Regions from separate parts of the Zea mays genome. Here region 1 is linked to region 2. Evidence: chromatin contacts called from public Hi-C data. All regions are on one chromosome and are shown on one strand. Each heading gives the region's core, a stretch centred on a gene start, on an enhancer-like site or on the middle of the called end of the contact. The rest is flanking DNA. Distances are from core to core; before and after follow the strand shown.

What was found. A called contact is a pair of places that touch in the nucleus more often than the background predicts.
Region 1: a contact with region 2 is called in a Hi-C map of leaf, with 4 times the contacts expected there. The contact joins the promoter of LOC103643608 here to the promoter of LOC100284137 in region 2. A contact is called at or near these places in 3 of 25 Hi-C or Micro-C datasets (ear, leaf and tassel).

Annotation. Positions count from the first base shown.
Region 1 is chr1:251,127,429-251,130,924 of Zm-B73-REFERENCE-NAM-5.0, forward strand. LOC103643608 (protein DETOXIFICATION 40) reads right to left here and starts at 1,559. Exons shown (of 7, transcript XM_008666772.4): 1 at 1,091-1,559. The coding sequence starts at 1,351.
Region 2 is chr1:250,928,289-250,932,060 of Zm-B73-REFERENCE-NAM-5.0, forward strand. LOC100284137 (sec20 family protein) reads right to left here and starts at 1,272. Exons shown (of 8, transcript NM_001412745.1): 1 at 1,134-1,272.

The DNA.
Region 1 (3,496 bases), core at 309-2,808, 200 kb after region 2:
ATATATATCATTGGCGTCACATATATATCACAGAATCATCACATGTATCACCAACACCACATATCTCACAAATAGCACCACACTAACAAGTTTCACAAATATAAATATCACCAACACCATGTATCTCACAAATCAACACCAAGTATTTGACAATGTTTCACGATGTTTCGTAAAAGTTGTCATTGTCATGTACGTTGTGTCTGTGTACAAATACAATAATCTATGTAGAAGGTTTATGATTTCATGTAAAGGTTGCACAAGTTTTGTACATGACAACTTTCATTAAACATTGTCAAATTTTTATCACAACAGCTACATATGATATTATGACATTTCGACAAGTTTCATGATTTTTTAACTTTGTGTTTTATACAACTTTAAAATAACTGGATTGCAAGTTTTTGGTCATATTTTGTGAACACTGTGTTTGAAAGTTGGAAAAAAGAAGAAAAAAAAGACAAATAAATTTTGTCGAGTGTCTTCCCTTTGACACTCGGCAAAGACAAGACTTTTGTCAAATGTCTTATATAGACACTCGACATAAGTAACGGCCGTCATAGAGTCGGCTTTTGACGACGTTTTGCAAAGTGTATTTTTGTTACCGAGTCTTTCGCGCTCGGCAAAAATGTATTTATACGTACTACGTTAGAAGTGCGTGTTTTAAATGCTTTAGCTATTTGGGACTTTACGTTGCAAATGTTTTTATATTTTGGAGCCAATATTTTAGCGTGGAACGACGTGGCGCGTATCCAGAGGCGTGGGGGACGTGGTTTCTGCTGGCGAGCTTAGGGGGCGCGTGAAACAGAGATCGGGCGGAGCGGTTCGGCACGAGGAGCGCGCACGAAGCTTTGTCCGGACGTCGGAGCGCCAGATTCTCTAACGTGGGTCTGCTGCCACAGTGGCTTGGTAAATGAAATGAAACAGTCTAATAATCGAGGAGCCCGGGGGAGAATCGGGAGGGACAACTACGCATCCACGACGGCGAAAGCAAAGCAAAGCAAGGCAAGCGAAAGTAGGAGAAATAAACCCAGCTGCAGCTACATGCTGCTGCAGCCAGAGACGATACAGTATGCGACTGTGGCGTACGTACCATTAGGCCGTAGGCGAACATCTGGACGCCGGCGTTGCCGAGCGACGCGGCGGCGAGCTCCAGGTTGCCGAGGTGGCCCGAGAAGATCTGCGTGGACATGGACATGAGGTAGTTGATCATGTACATCACCACCGCGGGCGCCGCCAGCCGCGTCAGCAGCCGCAGCTCGATGGCGGCCGCGGCCCACGGCGACGCCGCCGCCTCCGCCGTCAGGATGCTCTCCAGCCGCTCCGACGCGTCCGCCCCGTCGTCGCCCGCCATATATACGATGCCTGTGTTAGCTTGGGATGGAACGGAACCAATGCGCGGGGGTAGGGGTAGTAGCTAAATTATGCCTTGGGATTCCATTTCCAAGGCCGAGGGCTGCTAATTTATCGGCCTCGTGCTCGAGCCACTGCGCTGCGCCCCCCGCCGAAACGTTCTGCACCACAGCCTAGCTACTGCTGCAAATGGATTAGAAAATGACAAACACTCGCAATCTAGCGAATTCGGCTGGAAACAGTAAATGCACGCTTGGATGCACTCCCCTCCGTCGTCCCATAATACTACTCCCTCAACCCGGCCATAAGTACTACGTTTGTTGTACTTTCTTTGTCGTTCTGTAATAAATACATCTGCCAGCAGTCCCATAAATACATTGCTCTAAGCTAACAGCTCTAGCTAGATATAAAAACAACACAGCTCTAACTATCTCTCTCTCTTGGATTAGCATGTTTCGCCTTTACTTATCATTGCGCCATGATGACAAATTGTCCCGCGTGTCGTATCTTGCTTTATTCCTGTGACGTACACTTATACTTCGTAGAAAATACACCCGTGCGTTTTAGTTTGTACAAAACATATTCCGTGCGTAGGTGTTTACACCCCAAAAAAATATCAAATGTTCTTCAATAACAAGCGGGACCAGAATAGTACTACGGAATTTATTTTTGATTATAAGACATTTAGGTTTTTCTAGATATACATTATTTTTGTTATGGAGATTTACTAAAATTTAGGTGTCCTCAATTTTAGTTTGAGCAAAGTGCATCAACAGTCCATAAACAATTTCGGGTGTTATCTATGTCCATGTACTATTCATTCAAGGTCACATAAACCCCCATTAACGATGTAAAGTGTGTCATCTAGGTTTATAAACTTTTTCAAAGGTCACATGACCCCCTCCCCCTATTAGAGCTTGTTCGTTTCACCTTTAATCCATGTGGACTGGGTGGTATCGAGTCGGTTTAAATCCATAGCAAGTCAAAATCCATCTCAATCCATCCTAATACACTTCAATCCACATGAAATTGGAATAATCGAACAAGGCCTTAGGTGGAATGTCACGTTAGCGATTGATCTGACCCTTTACATATTCGACTTTATTTGACAGACTTTAAATAGTAAATGGCAAATATTTTTTTACAGGTATTAAATATAGTGTACTTATAAAAACTAACTAATATAGATAAAAACTAAAAGACGTGATCCAAACTAAACTTTTAGAGGAACACACACTCCCTCAGAATAAAAACACGCATGAGAGATAGAAAAAAAAAGAGTGAATTTTATTTAAACAAACAAAAATTAAATTTACTACAGCACCCAAACCAAAGTAGAATCCGAGGACGCAGCCAAGAGGATCCCGACGCCCTAGTCGCATGCGACGTTGCACATACGCCACGAACGCTTGTCGCCCGCGCAGCAAACAGCCACGGCCTGCAAAGTTGCAAAATGTACGCCTGGCCTCTCTCAAAAAAATGTCACCACATGATTGGCATCGAGCCACCAGCCAGGTAAAGTTAAATGTATATAAGCAGCGTTGCAGCGGAGCGGGCAGCCTGAAGTTTTTTTAGCCTGGTCAAAACACAAACTAAAGTAGGCTGAGTGTCTGCTATAGAAGTTCCAATTTAAATCTTTACAATATCACTAAATTTATATTGCACATTTACCGATGAGCCGATCGGCCGCCGGGGCGTGACAAGACGGTGAGTCTATGTCTACAGTCTACTACACTAGTATATAATACAGGTACCAGCAGACAGGACGGTCTATGGATACAGACGCGCAAAATGAGCTGCTGCGATACGAACGCTCAAAAGAAATGCCCCTTCCAGCCATGCACGTATGCGGACATACAAATCGAGATGAGAGAATCCGTGGATTTTAGAATACGACGACAGCTAGTGTCCCTTTTGGGTGTCTTCATCCTCGCTCTATTGGAAACGTGAGCCGTTGCATGCGACCTCTTATTTTCCACGTTCGCGGATCTATTGAAAATAGCCTTAAGTTGATTTTACTAAATTTTTGTTCTCCTTTTTTTTTTATAAAAAATTGACCACGCGTTAGATTGGAAAAAAATTGTGTTATATGAATCAAGTCCTAGACCACCATCCGAGTGGTATAGAGCATAGATCCGCCTCTAGC
Region 2 (3,772 bases), core at 22-2,521:
TTGATGTAAAACATCCATATTCCTTACAATGAAAGAAGTAATTATAACGCAACTACACAGCATGTACCACCATCCTAAGCCCCAAATATATGCTGATGAGTAAAAACGTCATAGCCTAAAAATACCAAAAAAAACATGTATTACTCCCACTCCATCTCTTCCATGTATGTGTGTGTCGTTCCTTCTCAGAACCAAAATTAAAAGGAACTCCGTCAAACACTCAAAAACCATAAGGCCCCGTTTGTTTCCCTTCATTTTGAGGAATTAGAATCTAACTAATGGAGTAGGCTATTTTTTAGAATGTGATATTACACAAATTTTCAAAGTTTATATATAAGCCTATCTCAAATTCATGGGACGAGAGATAAAAATTGATTCGATAGATTTACATGCTACTTTTCTAATGTACAACTTATAGCATAAGTGTAGTGTATAGCTATCTCTATCATATAATTTTGGATAATATACAAATACATTATATATACAAATGTTGAAATGTGTTAACTTAATTGGTTTGTGTCTAAATTATGATTACTAGAATAGAATTCAATTCCAATGAAACAAACGGGCCTAATGGAATTTCAAATTCAGGCATTCAGCTAGCAAAGATTGCATTTCAGTGTCAAATTACTTGGCGTGTATATATGTAATACCAGCTTAGAATTTCGTCGCTGCACAGAAATTGGAACAAGTACTATTGGCGGACCCAGTACAGAGCCTACGATTTCTGTCCAAAACAAACCTCAAAACTAACTCCCTCTCCCCCAAAAAGAATGTGATTCTAGCTTTGAATCTGGACAAGAACCATATTTTTTTTGGGGACGGAGGGAGTAGGTACCATGTATATACTTGTAACTGGGTCAGATACCGATACAGATGGCTCATGTTAAGGTTTCGAGTGCTCGATTTCGCACATAATTTAGGGAAGAGAAGGCCCGTGCAGCCTGATGGGCTCTCGTCGCCGGCGAAGACCGGCGGCGGTAGTCGCCTAGTCGTCGTTGGGAGGGGGTAAAAAAGGCGAGAGAGGTAGTGAGGCAAACAGGAGAAATAAAGGGGGAAGATGGGTGAACGCGGCCGTCTGAAACTCTGAATGGATGGCATGGCAACTGGGAACATATGGCTCGTTTTTGTACCTGGTGCCTAGGGCTGCACATCCATGGCGTTTGAGGTCCCCACCCCAGCCTCCTTGCCCAGTGACGCCTCCGGGGCTGCACGGCCAGACGGGGGAGAGGAAGTCGAAGGGAGGAGGAACTTGGTGGAGGAGAAATTGATACAGATTAAAGTCAAACGACTATTATAAAACCTACAACCAAAACATAAGCATTAAATTAGAAATAATATTTCTAAAATATCTAAAACTATCTTCAACCATTCATCCAGCCAAATCTATATATTCTTACTTTCTATTCATATTTAATATCTTTCCGTCAATTATTTTCTCCATATTTGTCTTTCTCTCCAACCATTCCACCCTATTTAGCTCTTTTACCCTTTAACTGAGATATTTGTCTTTTATACATCAATATTTAGAGTTTAAAAAAAATATTATTCATATCTATAGTATCATAATACACATTATTATCTGGTAATTATATTAAAAATATACTAATTTTGCAATTAAATGGACTAATTAGTGAAAGGGGGAGATTAGAGCCCCTTCCGCAGGAACCCCCTACCCTTGCTCAGTAAGGCTGGCCGCAGCGGTCTCCGCTGAGCAGCCCCCTTCCCTTGCTAGCGGCTACAACTCCCTCCCCTTGCCCTGCAGCGCTACCCCTAGATCTAGGCATAAAACTCAAGCCCGAAGCCCAAAAACCGAAATACTCGAACCCGTGCCCGTTTAGCCCGAAACCCGATACCCGAATAGTTTAAGCGGGTAACAAAACTGGATACCCAAATTAAGTTTGGGCCTAATCAGGTGATAGCTCGTGGTACCCGAACTACCCAATAAACCCGAAATACCCTAAGTGTTGTTGTTACTATGACATGTGTTGCTTACTGTGTCATGTGCAGTGTGTTGCTGGAGCCTAGAACTAGAATCAGGATTGTGTGCTTCTAGTTGAGAGCACCTAGAGGGGGGTGAATAGGTGATCCTGTAAAAACTTGAAACTTAATGCCACAAAACTTGATTAGGAGTTAGCACAATAATGTCAAGTGGCTAGAGAGGAGTTCTTGCAAGACACAATAACCACAAGAAGATCAACACAGATAGGCACAGTGGTTTATCCCGTGGTTCGGCCAAATCCAACACTTGCCTACTCCACGTTGTGGCGTCCCAACGGACAAGGGTTGCACTCAACCCCTCTCAAGCGGTCCAAAGACCCACTTGAATACCACGGTGTTTGCTTTGCTTCACTATATCCGCTCGCGAGGAATCTCCACAACTTGGAGCCTCTCGCCCTTACAATTTGATGTTCACAAAGAAGCACGGAAGTAAGGATGGGATGAGCAACGCACACAAGACACAAAATCAGAGCACAAACACGCACACAAGTCGCAACTTGAGCTCACAACACAACCCGAAGAGTTCTCTACTCAAATGGAGCTCTAGTTGCTATCACAAAGAATCAAATGTGCGGAATTGGAGTCTTGGTGCTTAGGAATGCTTATAGAATGCTTGGTGTTCTCCTCCATGTGCCTAGGGGTCCCTTTTATAGCCCAAGGCAGCTAGGAGCCGTTGAGAGCATTCCAGGAAAGCAAATCTTTCCTTCTGTCGACTGGCGCACCGGACAGTCCGGTGCGGATTTCCTTCCTATTCTGGCGCAGCCGACCGTTGAAGTCTTGGAGCCGTTGGCGCACCGGACAGTCCGGTGCCCCCTTCTGACCGTTGGCTCGGCCACGTGTCTCGCGCAGATTGCACGGCCGACTGTTGGCTCACCGGACAGTCCGGTGATTTATAGTCGTACACCGCCGTCGAAGTCCCGAGAGCAGCCAGTTGACAGACGCCAGCCTGGCGCACCGGACACTGTCCGGTGCACCACCGGACAGTCTGGTGCTCCCAGACTGCACAGAGTCTTGGCTGCTCAGCCAAGTCTTTTCCAAATTGGTCTTTTCCTGTTTCTAGCACTTAGACACAATACATTAGTCTCCAAAACAATGTACTAAGTCTTAAAAACGTACCTTTACTCTTGATTTGCACTTCTTAAGTCTTTGGCATAAATATTACTCAAAGCATTTGTGTGGAGCACTTAATCACCAAAATCTTATATAAATGTCACAGGGGTACATTTCCCTTTCAATCTCCCCCTTTTTGGTGATTAATGCCAACACAACAAAAAGCAACTAAAAGAAGTGCGACCTCAATGCAAATAAGAACACAGATTTGTTTTGAATCAAATTTGGCATATTTGGATCATTCTTTGCCACCACTTGGTTTTGTTTTTGCAAATCAACCTCAATTTCCTATCTCTAAGTCAAACACACTTGTTGAGACATAAAGCGAGTTGTTCCAAGAGAAATTGATCAAAGATTTCAAAAACTCCCCTTTTTCCCATATTCAACCATTCTCCCCACAAGAGGCCAACTTTTGACAAGAGAGACAATAAGAGAGTTTTGTCAAACCAAAAGCTCTATTCTACTATTTTCAAAATTCTCAAGTGGTAGCTGATCCATTTGTTGCTTTGGCCCTTAATTTCTCCCCCTTTGGCATCAAGCACCAAAACGAGATCATTTTTGGCCTTCTAACCCCATTGCCTCACCAAAATCTTCAACTAAGAGTAAAAAGGAAATAAGAGCACGAAGATGAACTTGGAGTTAGTTACTCTTTCATCGGAGT